3 separate regions of the Ovis aries genome follow, and regions 1 and 3 are each linked to region 2. The links are chromatin contacts, called in public Hi-C maps. All regions are on one chromosome and are shown on one strand. Each heading gives the region's core, a stretch centred on a gene start, on an enhancer-like site or on the middle of the called end of the contact. The rest is flanking DNA. Distances are from core to core; before and after follow the strand shown. Region 1 holds the start of CD82 (CD82 molecule). Region 2 holds the start of TSPAN18 (tetraspanin 18). Region 3 overlaps TSPAN18 (tetraspanin 18).

What was found. Hi-C and Micro-C count contacts between places; a contact is called where the count stands out from the background.
Region 1: a contact with region 2 is called in a Hi-C map of muscle, with 2.9 times the contacts expected there. The contact joins the promoter of CD82 here to the promoter of TSPAN18 in region 2. A contact is called at or near these places in 2 of 16 Hi-C or Micro-C datasets (muscle and skin fibroblasts).
Region 3: a Hi-C map of tail adipose tissue shows a contact between it and region 2, with 4 times the contacts expected there. The contact joins the enhancer-like site here to the promoter of TSPAN18 in region 2. A contact is called at or near these places in 10 of 16 Hi-C or Micro-C datasets (blood, hypothalamus, liver and 6 more).

Annotation. Positions count from the first base shown.
Region 1 is chr15:73,553,478-73,557,795 of ARS-UI_Ramb_v3.0, reverse strand. It overlaps CD82 (CD82 molecule), which reads right to left and starts at 1,858. Exons shown (of 11, transcript XM_060399530.1): 1 at 1,749-1,858; 2 at 940-991; 3 at 102-179. LOC121816714 (a long non-coding RNA gene) reads left to right here and starts at 2,139. Exons shown (of 2, transcript XR_006056414.2): 1 at 2,139-2,553; 2 at 3,588-3,719.
Region 2 is chr15:73,702,283-73,706,558 of ARS-UI_Ramb_v3.0, reverse strand. It overlaps TSPAN18 (tetraspanin 18), which reads right to left and starts at 1,838. Exons shown (of 11, transcript XM_060399535.1): 1 at 1,566-1,838.
Region 3 is chr15:73,886,332-73,890,705 of ARS-UI_Ramb_v3.0, reverse strand. The region is part of intron 6 of TSPAN18 (tetraspanin 18); the gene reads right to left. Among named protein-coding and RNA genes, the nearest start is that of TP53I11, 38 kb to the left of the region's middle. Within about 2 kb of position 1,740, at least 5 of the 54 cell types and tissues checked have an H3K27ac peak or open chromatin away from gene starts, as enhancers often do. A contact at or near this core is called in muscle and tail adipose tissue, where this site is marked.

The DNA.
Region 1 (4,318 bases), core at 609-3,108, 150 kb after region 2:
GCCCATCCACATCAGAGCAGATGTCACACAGGGAGGGCTCACTGGGTGCCTGGCGCCTTGCTAAGCACTGTATACACATTATTGTATTATGTCCTCCCTACCAGGTGGCTCAGTGGTAAGGAATCCGCCTGCCAATGCAGGAGTTGCAAGTTCAATTCCTGGGTCGTCGGGAAGATCCCCTGGAGAAGGAAATGGCAACCTATTCCAGTATTCTTGCCTGGGAAATTCCATGGACACAGGAGCCTGGCAGGCTACAGTCCACAGGGTCACAAAAGAGAGGGACACAACTTAGCAGCTGAACAACAACCACCACTACCATTGATTACCATCACTATGCCCACTTTACAAATGAGGAAACTGAAGCATGGAAAGTGACTGGAACCCGAATCAATGTGGTCCCAACGCCTTGACCACCGAACTAGCTACTAGGGCCCAGCACAGAACACCCACCGCCACAGGGACAGAAACCTCCAGCCCAAGAAGGAACTTGGCATGCAGCAAGCGCCCTAGGCTCTGAGCTTGACTTTGGGCCCAACGTTTGGTGGGGTTTTCCCTTGTCTTCCCCACTCACCCAGATAAGACCTTGTCCCCTAGCTTCCGCCAGGGGCCTCCCAAGCCTCCTCACCTGGAAAAGCCCTGGGACGGGGCGGGGCGGGGCGGGGGGGGGGGGGGGCGCGGTGGGCAAAGTCCCCGCTGAGTTTCCCACCCCACGTCTTACTGGGCTCTCACAGGTGTGGGGAAGGGAAGGCTGAGACCTCCCAGACTTGGGTCACCACGCCCCCTCCGCTCTCCAGCTTTCCCAGGCCTGTGAGTTCAAGTCCCATCGGAGGAACGAGTGAGACCCTTAAAGCAATGCGCTTCAAGCTCACAGAGAGCCCCCTTTGCTCAGTGCCACTCTGCAGGGAAACAGACTAGTCTGGGTGACGCGATCTGAAATACCTGTTGCAGTCCGCTCTCGCTTTCACTTGCCGGCCTCACCTTCCGAGGGTTCCTAGCGAGAAAGGGCAGTGGAAGCACGGAGGCCACCTGGGTCCAGCCCCTCCTTGTACTGGAACCCGAGAGGTCCAAAGCCGGTTAATCGGGGGGGCGAGGGGGACGCGCCTGGGGTCACACAGCTGGTGCGCGGCGGAGGCAGAGAACTGGGAGGCGGGTGGCGGTCAGGACTTGGAACTTAAGCTCCTTCTCAATCAACCACCAGCTTGCCTGCGCGGCCCGACCTGTCACTTGTTCCGAGAAAGCTGCCCCGAGCGGGCTCTGGAAACTGGGGGCGAAGACTAACCTTGCTCCTGGTTTGCCGGAGGGCCTCCCCCACCCACTTCTCACCTGCCGCCTCTGCTCTTTTTTTTTTTTAGCTCGGCGCTGCAAGCTCAAGAGTCGCCCGCTTGCGCCCCAGTGCTCCGCGTCCGACTGCGCAGCGCCGGGTTCAGTCGCTCGATCGTCCGTTCCCCTCCCAGCGGTCTTCGGGGAACTCAACGGCCTCGGCTGGCCCCGCCCCCTCCAGAGGACACGCCCCCGGGCACGCCCCTCGGCCTCCGGACGCGGCCCAAGCCGCGCCTCCAGCTCAGCCTCCAGGCTCTACTGGAACGTGGCTGGGCTCCCAGCCCGACCCGGCTCTGCTCGCCTCGGCCTTCCCCCTCCTCGGGCCCTGTGGCGAGTGGAGCTGCGCCCCTTGCCCCGCCCCGCTTACGGCTCCCCCCCAAAACACTCCCGGTCGGCCCCGCCCCCACGGTCACCCTCCCTAGGCCTACCCCACTCCACCTCCAGCCGCCGGGCCTTGCCTGGATAAAAAGCTCTCTCTGGCCCAGGCCCCGAGCTCCAGCCCAGGCTGGGTGGGAAGCGCCCCGTCTCAGCGCTACCTAACGGTCCCGCCCCCTCCTCAGCCTTCCTCAACATTCCCAGGCTCCTCCCAGGCCGCTGGAAGGTCCTCCCAGCATCCCTGCCTCTGCCTCCCTCCGCTTCGGGGCTATATCCCCCCGCCACCAGCCCTCCTAGGAAGAGGCCACTCCCTAGGAACGCCCCTTCCCTCGCTTCACCGCCTGTCTAATCCTGCCCTGCCTTGGCAACCCTACCCCGGGCAGGCACGCCTCCGGGCGAGGGGGTGGGGGGCCCACACTTGGCATTCCAGGGCGGGTATATCCGGGTGCAACGGGGAACGGCGGCGTGGGAGCGGCTTGCGTTCCAAGTCCTGGCCTCTATCAAGACGTAGCTTGGACCCAGACACGATTTGAAAATACTAACAGCCACCACGGATTGAACTCTCGCCATGGGCCAGGCTCTATGCCAGACTCCGGCTTAAGAAGAGTACTTTACAAGGACTGGCCGTTGAATTCGCAAGACTCTGGCCAAGTGTTGCATCCGTTTTACCGATGAGCAACCTGAGGCTCAGAGAAGGGAAGTCAGGGGCCTCCCGAGTCTCACACGGGTGGTGAGCAGGACCCAGCCCCAGGGCCGTGAATCATAAGGCTTGATGCTGCACCAGCTTGTCTGGACTGGCCCCTGGAGAAGTAGCCCAGGCCAGCCAGCTGCTGAGACAGTTCTAGCAGGCTGCCGGAGGTAAGGGGAGGAGGCGTGGGGTGATGAGCTGGGTGGCAGGGAAGGGTTGCTGGTCCATCCCTGTGAAGGTGGCTTTCTCTCTTGAGAAGTGGCTCAGAGTTAAGATGGGTGGCAAAAGATCTTCAGATGGCTGTGGTACCCCCACTTGCATCCCATCGCCCTCCTCGGGTCCCTGTGTAATGACTAGAGCCATTGACCTGTCTTGCTGACAAAGCTCTTTCTCTCCCATTATCTCACTGACATCTCACAAGAACTTGATTATGCTGGTGTTGCATGGGTGGAGTAGGCTGGGGAGCTGGATCCCTGCCCAACAAGGTGGTTCCCGAAGCACAGTCCTCAGACCAGCAGCAGCAGCAGCAGTAGCATCTGGGAACTTGTTAGGAACATGTGTTTGGGGGCCCCATCTCAGATCTACTGATTAAAAAACTCTGAGGTGTGAGCCTGGCAAGTTTGCTTTAACAAGGCTTCAGAGTGATTCTAAGTCACACTCGAGAAACACTGTTCAGCATAAAGGTGAAGTTAGTGTGATGTGAGAATCACAAAAACCAGGGAGGCTCCTGGGAGCCTTGTGACCCAAGGCAAATAAGGAAGGTACTTAATTAACCTCTCTAGACCGAGCCCTTGAAAGGGAAAATCATGGGAACAATCTTGAGGGTGGCTGTTGAGGATTAAATGTGGTAATGCCCATGAAGTGTTTGGCCACTCTTAGACACCCTGCCTACTCAATAAATAACTGTTCTCTTTCTAGTAAAAAGTCTCCTTCATAGAATCTCCACATGAAGCTAGAGGAGTGGGGTTGGGGAGTCCTGTAAGCCTAGAAATGCCCCATAGTGTTATCCTCCCTAGAAGGACCCTGTCTTTCCTGCAGGGGGCCAAGAGCCTAAAAAGCCCTGGGTAATATTGATTCTGCTGGTCCACGGACCACACTTTGAGAATGATGGTGCTATTCTGCCTTGGGCTGGATTCCCACTCCCCACCCTAGCCAATCCGTGCAAAATGGGCATAAACTACCTTCCTTTCCTACCCTGCTCCAGATCCCCTTCCCTCAAGCCGGGAGTGTTGGTGATGGTGATTGGCAGGTGGCTAAACAGCTGGATTCCATCATCCCTCCCTACCCCCTTCCTCAACTGAACTGAACTGAAAATAAAACATGTCTGTTCTTCTGCCTTGAGAAATATTCTTTACAACGACCAAGAAGGCCATGCTGAAATTTAGAATTCTTGTACTCTGGAATTCTGTGCGGGAACGTGGCGGTGTGGAGTAAGTCGGCCCTGACCCCAGCCCTCCGTGCCACCCACCCCAGTTCTGTTCCTAGCTCCATCTCTGCCCTGTGTCACAAGTAGCCTAGGATGCTGGCCTGTGAACACCCCAGCCCACAGGCCCAAACTCTGTCTACACAACTTGCCTGCAGCTACCACTAGTCACATCTCTAGGGGTGCATAGGAGGGCATGTTGTCCCCCTGGATGGACCTGGAGAAGTTGCTCATATAAATCCTAAAACTATGCTTGGGCCATTTAGGCAGCAATATCTAGGTTTTTAGATACCTGAAGCATGATAGAGGAGGGGTTGGGGTGCAGGCTCTGGGTAGACACAGGTGGCCTCCTGTCCAGGGCGATGAGTGGCCCTGCCGTTCAGCCTGGTCTTTAAAGCACCTAGCATAATGCCAGGCACACACTAGAAGCTTAAGGTACTGCTGATGATGATGCTAAGTCGCTTCAGTCGTGTCCGACTCTGTGCAACCCCATAGTCGGCAGCCCACCAGGC
Region 2 (4,276 bases), core at 589-3,088:
AGTCCCTTTAGTGTCCCTTCAATGTCGAACAGCCCCACCTGTGACAAAGATGATGCTCTTCATAGAAGCCAGCAATTTTCTCCTTTCCAAGGCCTTAGCACAGACTCACAGGTTCAACACACAGGGGCCCTAAATTTAGTCCCACAGTGGGACACACAGCAGGTTTCCACCAATAATTGTGAAATGAGCGGATGAATGTGGCCTGTGGACTGCAGACCCCAAGAGGAGGGGCTCTTGTTTGAGAAATTTACCACTGGACTGCTGAAGTCTTTTAGGCGCCCCCATCAACCCCACCCCGTGCCCAGAGAAAGAATCCGCCCCAAGACTCTCAACCCACCCACACCAGAAAAGGCTCTGGCCAGATCCCTGGAACAAAGGTACAACTTTCACAAAAAGGATGCATTCAGCCATTTAGGTTTCAGGCTTCATAGAAACCTCAGAAAGTTAATTCTCCCATCCAATCATTTCACACCGATTTGCTGTTAATGTAAAGTTCTCCTCCTTTTTGTTTTTCTGGGGGTAAAATTTTTTTTTATTCACCCAGACATCCTGCCAGGTCGCCCAAGAAAAACCAGCTTTTGAAAGCCAAGCTTTCCTATGCACAGTTATAACTGAGGGCACCCCAGCTTCACACTCCGACCCTCTCCCCCTTTCCGCCGGGGTGCGGTGCTCCTCAGGGGGGGTCCCTCGTGCGTTGAGGGGTGGTCTGTGGTTGCGGTCTGTCGCTCCTGGATTTCCGTGCGTTTGTCTCGCTGAAACCAGAACTCGCCTTTCTAGGGGTGAAAGGGCCAGAGAGGGGCGCCCCCTGGCGGGAGCCAACTCCCCTCAATACGGCCGGGACGCCAAGCCGGCGCGAACCCACCCGTGCCCGCCAACCCTCCAAGCGTTCTTCCACTGCGCCCCTAAATCTGGATGTGCTCAAGTTTCGGATCCACCGAGCACCTCGGAGTCTCGGCTTCCCCAAACCGCACACACCGCGTTCGGAATAAAGGGGGAACCACCCCCCTCCCCGAAGGAAAGCGTGGCGCCCCCGCCCCGGCCCGCTCCCAGGGACCCCGAAGGCGGCCGGCCCTCGGTGGCCCCGCTGGGCCGGGCAATCCCCACAGCCCTGATCGTAGCTCCTAATCCCTAGTCCCTACCTGCGCCCCTCCCCATCCCCTTACAGAGCGGCGTGGCGCGCACCCCCGCCCCTCCGGACTCAGCCCTCGCCGAGCCCCTAGACCTCGTAACCACACCTGCCCCCCTCCCCGCGCCGTTCTGCAGGCGCCCCCGACTCACCCGGCCCGGAGCGCGGGGCCGTGGTGCACCTGTCCCCGGGGGACGCCGCCGGCCCTCGGCGGGTTCGGAGCGCGGATGCGGGCGAGCACGTCTTCCCCGCCCCTTCCCCAGCCTATAGCCGAAGTAGAACTCGGTTCCCGGGCTTCCCCAGGACCATCCTGGGAGGGCCCCCCCATTCCACCCTCCACCCCCACCACGCCGGGGTGGGGGGGGCGCGTGGGTCCCCAAGTCCCCTGGGGGGCGCGGCGGCGGGGCGCGCGGAGGGCACAGAGGTGCGGGGCCCCTACCTTCCAGCCGCAGCGGCCGGACCCCGTGCCAACTCGCGTCGGCGGCCGCGGGGGAAACTTTCCCCCGGGCGGAGAGGCGCGCTCGCAACTTGCTCGGCGCCCGCTGCCTTCCCGGCGGTGGCGGCGGCGGCAGCGCGTCCAGGGACAGACTGGCGCGAGGCGGCCGCGGCGGCCGCGGCGCTCGCTCGGGGCTCGGGGCTCGGGCGGCCTCGCGCGGCTCCGCGGTGGATCGCTCGGCGCTGCGTCCGCCCCGCAGCCTGGAGCCCCGGAGTCGCCGGCGGCAGCTGCAGCCGCCCGCCCGCCCGCCGGCCCCACCTCCCCGCCGCCGCTCCGTCCCTCCCTCGCTCTCGCCCGCGCGCCCTCCCCTCCCCGAACCTCCTCCCCTTCAGTCTCCAGCCGCCGCCGCCGCCGCAGCCGCCGCCACCGCCGCCGCGAAGGCACGTCTCCGCCGGCGGGCCGGCCCCCCTCGCTCCCTCCCGGCCTCGGTCCCTGCCTTCTGGACGGCATCCCGGCCTCGCCCCGGGGGCCCCTGGGGCCTCTCCCTGCTCTTCTCCCCTTCCTTCCCTCTTGCCCGCCTCCCCGCCCTTGGTTCGTCTGAATTCAGGAGATCCGCTGGGAGTGTGCAGAGAGGGGTACCCTAGACAGGGGATGTGTTCCAGGGAAACGTCCACGCTGCCCCCTCCACGTCCCTGACCGGACCTCAGGGCTGGGGGTGGGCTGATCCTCCGTGGGACCTCGCTCCTCGGCTTCCCGCTGCCCTGGAAGGACCTGTTGAAAGCCAGGGGGATTCACTGTCCCTGGGCTGCTTTGGACTACTGTCCTTAACAGAGACACCTGGAGGGAGTGCGGCAGGAAGGAGGGGTTGGTCCAGGGGGGCTGGGGGGTGCGGCCCCCAGACGAGAGGCAAATGACTTGATTTCAAGAGGCCAGACCTGTGTCTCCATCTCAGGGCTTATCTGTTCATCTTTGTACAACTGCCTCAGCCACAGCCCCCGCTCCAGCCACTGACATGTGACTTTACCGAGACATTTAACCTCTGAACCTTTTCTGTGAAGTAGCTAATGCCCCGCCTGCCCGGACAAAATGGGCAAGCAAGCCGACCAAAGCAGACAGCCCAAGTGAAAGTGCCCCCTAACCCCCTAGAGGAGAGGGGGCCTGGGTTGCCCAACTCTTTTTCCCTGGGCAACAATTTTTTGAGTCCCAGTTCAGAAGCGTCCACACCCAGTGCCTGGCTGCCTGGACATTCAAACGGGCTCAAGCTCTGCGGGAGGCCCCTTGGTCAACTGATTCGCACTAAGGAGTGAGTGACTGCTAGGAGTTGAACCTACTCCAGTCTTGGACAGGAATGTCCAAGATGATGTCAGGCCACCGGGCAATGTTTGCAAGGGGCAGGAAGTCACTGCCTTTCCTTGCCCACATTCCAGGAAAAGGATACATCCTTCTAAGGACTTCGAAGATGTCTGGTCCTTAAAACTGTTTCACTGAGTAAATCGTGGGGAGGGTAATACCTTAGAGGAATGACTGGGGGGAAAAAAATAAACAAACCTGGATCCACAGTTTTTAAATGGACCCAGAGTGAGCAACGCCTAACCCAAGGGAAGAAAAATCTTTAGTGCAGTTTCTGTAAAACAAGGACAAAGAACACTTGAAAGGGCTTCAGGCTCCACATTTACCCCTTCAGCTGCCAAAACAGGGTTGGGGGAGAGGCTGACCCTTTGCACTGAGAAACCCCATAGGCTCTGTGTTTCTGGAATGCTCTTGGAAGAGGCCGGCTGTGTGGGCCTCCTTGGATGCGAGGCGCCACATAAATTTAAAGAGGAAGAAAGCGTGAACCTACCATGAGGGTGCTGGGGGCCTGGGAGGTGGGGGCCAGAGGCACCAGGAGGGAGGGATGGAGTTTCTGAGGGTCCGGGGGGATTGGCAGAAGCAGGCAGGGCTAAGCAGGAGAAGGGAGGGGTGAGAGGAGGACCGAGCAGGCCATTTGGACATTCGGACACCCAGCTGGGAGGAGAGCTCTGGTTCCAAGTCAGAGTTTCCCAGACCTCAGCCCTTCTCCTGCCTCCATGGATAATCTGGCCATATCTGCACACTAGACAGAACCATTTGCTTAATAGCTTTCTTTAAATGAACTCTTGGGTTTTTTGTTTGTTTGTTTTATCACTCTCTCCCTTTTTTTAAAAACTTAAATGTGCTTGTTTTTACAAAGAAATGTTATATCATTACCATAAATGGAAAATGGGCATCATGCTACTATAAATAGGAGGTAACCATAAAAATAAATACAGTGAAAATAAAATAGTGTTATTAAATTCTAGCAATGTATATTTAACCACAGTAAAAAAAAAACAATTCCAACAAGATACTGATGCCTAGGGAAGGTGTGGAGCCAGAGGCCCCTCTGTCTCTGAAAAAGAAAGCTTAACAAGGAAAAAAAAAAAGTGTTAAGGACACAGCAGCAATAAACCAAGACTCCAGATCAAAAGGACTGAGAGTTGGAAAGGGACATCCACCCCTCCTCCCCGGGAGGTCCATTGGGGTATTAAAGGCCCCCGTAAAGTTTCCTTGAGAATCTCTGATGTCCCATAATCAGGAAACCCAATTCTAAATGTATTAGGCAAAAAGTACTTTTTGGCAAAAGTCAGGAACCTCAAGAGTTTAGTCCTGGACAAGAGAAAGTGATCTGGGTTCCAGAGAGCCGGGCTCGCTCCTTC
Region 3 (4,374 bases), core at 491-2,990, 180 kb before region 2:
GGGGTAGTGACGTTACTTTTCAGCTGCAATAAAGGAGCATGATTGGAGGGAAGGTGGTATGTCTATTAAAATCTGAAAACCCAGGGGCTGGGAGTCTGGAATCTAACAAAGTACCCCACCCCCACCCCCTGCTACTCTCTGCATATCTCCATGTCGCCACGACACCTCTTGCCTGGGGCACCTCACATGCTGAGCTCCCTGGAAGGCCCTGCCCTTGCTTGCCCACCAGCACCCTGCTTTCCAGACTCGGTTCCTGGCTCCCCCACATCCCAGGGCCCTGCAGAAGTGTGTACCACAGCCGCTGCGCCCCGCCGGATCACCACCATCAGCTGGGATCCAGCGGGCAGTGTTCTTGATGCCCGGACAGCACCGGTGCTGGTATACGGCTCTCCGATGAGTAAATGAATCCACGAGTGACCAGCTCACCGTAATGACCTTGCTATCTGCTATCTCCAGGCCCGGGCCATCATGGGCACTGTTGTGGGTGGATGGTTGTGTCCTCATCACTCAGCATTGTCCGCTTGCACTGGGACCATCCTGGAGCTGTCACCCCACGTGGAGACCACCAGCAGGGCCCTGAAGCCCCAGCCGCACATGCGCACGGCGGCCCCAGGACCTGCTCCCTTGCTCAGGCCAAAGTCCTCCGAACTTCCAGTGTGCACCGTGTGTGCCCAGGCTGGAAGGAAGCGAAGGGTCCTGAGCTTGTCCTCAGCACTTCAGCCCCCACTGCCTCGCTTTGAAAGTCTTAAGACCTGGAGGCTTTCCTGGGCTCCAGGATAACATGGTGTTAGGATGGTGTTCTAGAATCGGAGGTCCCCTGTTTCTTTCCACTGTGCCGCTTGCCAGCTGGGCTGGCTCTGTCAGCTTCTACCATGTCTGGGTTCCGGTTTCTCCATCAATAGAACAAGGGTGTTGATGGTCAGCAGCTGCTTTGCCAGGCTGCCCAAATGATTCAGTGAAATGGCTTATATACGATCCATGCCCAGGTGTTAAGCGCTGGATGCGGAAGGAGTGCGTGAGTGCTAAGTCGCTCCAGTTGTGTCCGACTCTTTGGGACCCTGTGAACTGTAGCCCACCAGGCTCCTCTGTCCATGGGATTGTCTCCAGGCAAGAATACTGGACTGGGTTGTCACACCCTCCTCCAGGGGATCTTCCTGACCCAGGGGTTGAACCTGCATGTCTTGAGTCTCCTAAGTTGGCAAGTGGGTTCTTTAACAGTAGTGCCACCCAGGAAGCGCCAAGCACTGGACAGGTGATAGTTATCATGCATTTTCCAGAGACCAGTGCTTGTCTCCAGGAAGGCCACGCTCGCGCTTGGTTCTGAGCCACCACTGAGCCATTCTCACGCTGTGCACGGCGCTCCACTGCATTATCTCACTGATGTGGTGCTAAATGCCCTGGAAAGTGCACGCACACTCCCGGAGTGATGAGCACGCGGAGTTCACGAGCTCCGTCTCATCCATAGTTTATAACTGTCTAAGCTGAGATCGATAGGCAGAGACAGCTCCGTCACATCACTGGGGTGGAAACCATTTCCGAGGCTGCTCTTTATGCCAGCCTGAGGACTGCCAGCAACTGCACTGAGAGGGCAGAGGGCAGGGCGGGTCTCCATGGAGGCCTTGTGAAACAGAATCGGATGACCATCTGTCACCAGCCAAATGGAGGTGCCAGGAGCCCTGCCAGGGCCCTTCATCACTGTCAGAGGGAGGAGAGGCTGCAGAGGCGGGGAACATACCTCTTAACCCAAGGACCAGCTCGTGGAAGTGGAGGGGGATGGGATGGGCACTGTGGCCTGGGGCAGGCTGCCCAGGGTACAGGAGGCCTTCTGTCACTCTCCTTTCCGGCTGGGGAGCTCTACCTCCCAACTTCAGTCCTAGGTCACCCCACACAGCTGACTGCAGTGAGGCTTACTGCAGGTCTGCTTCCTGACCTGTCAGAACCAGAGCCCCACGTTTTAAGACTCAGCTGGCCTGCAGGGTCTCTTGTGGATCAACACCAATCCTTTCGTTTTCAATTTATCAAATGCTTATATGTGCCAGGAACAGAGTTAAGCAAGATGTACATTTTCTTATTGAATGCTGATCACAGTATTATGGCGGGTAAGGTGGTATTATCATCTTCAGCTTACATATGAGGAATCTGAAGTTCAGAGAGCTTAAGTGACTGACCCCAGGTCACACAGCCAGGAAGTGGCACGGCAGGGATAAGAACCAGGCTTTTCTGACTGCAGAGGCCATGCTCTGGCCCAGGCCCCCTCTCTGCCCCTTCAGTCCAGGCTTGTCCCCAGGCTTTTCTGACTGCAGAGGCCATGCTCTGGCCCAGGCCCCCTCTCTACCCCTTCAGTCCAGGCCTGTTTACTGAGCACATGCTCTGTGCCAGGTACTGTGTTAGGTCGTTGTGGTTTAGTTGCTAAGTCGTGTCCAGCTCTTCTGCAATCCCATGGACTGTAGCCTGCCAGGCTCCTCTCTCCCTGGGACTACCCAGGCAAGAATACTGGAGTGAGTTGCCATTTCCTTCTCCAGGGCATCTTCCTGATCCGGGGATCAAACCCTCATCTGCTGCCTTGACAGGTGGATTCCTCATCATTCTGAGCCACCCGGGAAGCCCACTGTGCTAGGTACTGATATACAAATACACACAAGGGTGATGTGATCCCCACTCTGATGGAGTTTCCACTGAGCCAAGATTCATGATCCATGAAATGAAATCCACGAGATGAAAAGCATAAGTCCTGAGATGAGATGAAAGAATAAACCCGTAACTCATTGATGGGGAAAGCAGGTCTCCCCAGAGGAGGAGGGTCTGCAGATCTCCTGGCCACTGTTCCTGCCTGAAGCAGGGCCCCCCAAAAGCCTGGGCACGGAGTGGGTGACATGAGTGTGTAAGTCACCTGGAGGAAAGTGCAGGGCTGTGGGGCCAACATGAGTAACAAGATCACTTCTGCCAGCATCTCCAGCGTGAAACAATTGCCTCCTGCTTGACGAGATTACTCCTGGTTATTTGAAGGGGCATCCCGCCTGGACCCAGCCACAGGGCTGATGCTTTCTGGGGCTCCCCCGAACCAGGGCCTTTCCCAGAGTGTGTTTCTCTTGAGTTATCTGACCTCATCCCATTTGTCTGAGGGCACACTTGCCAGTAATTCCTCAACATCAAATTTACAACGCTTTGCATAGGATCAGGCGATTAATAAAGGGGTAAAAGCTGCTATTTTGCCTACTTGTGAGCATTTCCAGACTTTCCTAACCCATCTGCCTACAATACATCTGCTTTTCGCTCTCATTTCTAATAATATTTACCAAATTTACATACTTGTTGTACAATTCAGCTCGTTTTATCGCTTTTAAATTATACTCTTCCCTTTTTGCTATTCTCTTTTCCAATTTAGCATGCCTTGGTTATCAAATATTTTGAAAATGTGAAGCTTTCAATAAATGGGTTAGAAACATTCCTTGAACTGTTTATAGGTGAGCAGCTAGGCAAAAAGGGATGCCACAAAATGTCACTAATAGGCTGAAGTAGTCTTGTGGTCCATGAAAATGCTCTAGAATTGATCAACAGGACTGTTTGGAAAAATGTTTTAGAAAAGTAGGTCATTAGGTGACATCAGGACCATTGTTCCTGGGCTAAGGGTCACTGGGACCCCTTAGGGCTTAGCCTCCAAGCAGGGGCAGGGGTCCCCCAGGTGACCTCCATCTCCAGGCCTCCTCTCTCTGCGGGCCTTTGAGCCCCAGTTCCAGAGGGGACTGAAGTCACTCTCTTGGCTTCTCCCAAGACTAGTCTTTGCTTCTTCCCGAAAGGGTGACGAGGCGGCTCAGGCTTCTTTAACAAACAAGGAGGGGTGAGACTCGGTGCTGGAACCACCCTGCATGGCTGAGTCCAGGTTGGGAAAAAAAAGTGTTTCTTCTTACTTTTCAGATTATGAATCAATCTGAAAACCTTCCAGAAGCTGTGGGAATCCCAGAAACACGCAAGCATGCACCACACACACACAGAACACACATGTATAGCCACACACACAGAGGCCCAGACATAATATTTTGCATATAATTTTGGCTGAGTTTTGAACCGCTTGAGTGCATTCCAGGGGAGGAGCCTCTGGACCAGTCCCTCTGAGACAGCAGACCCGGGTCCAAGCGTCCCCTGCCTTTGACCTGCACTGTGACCTCGGGTTGTGTGCCTTAGGCTTGTGACAGAGAGGACAGTGGAGTGGACTGGGCAAGAAGGAAGGGGAGGAGGAGAGGGGAGGCAGGGGAAGTCAAGGAAGTGCGGGGAAGGGAGAGAGGGGCAGACAAGGGGGCGTCCAGGAGAAGGAGAAGGAAGCGCAGCAGGAACAGAAACCAAGGGATCAGGAGGAAGGCAGAGAGAGACAGGGAG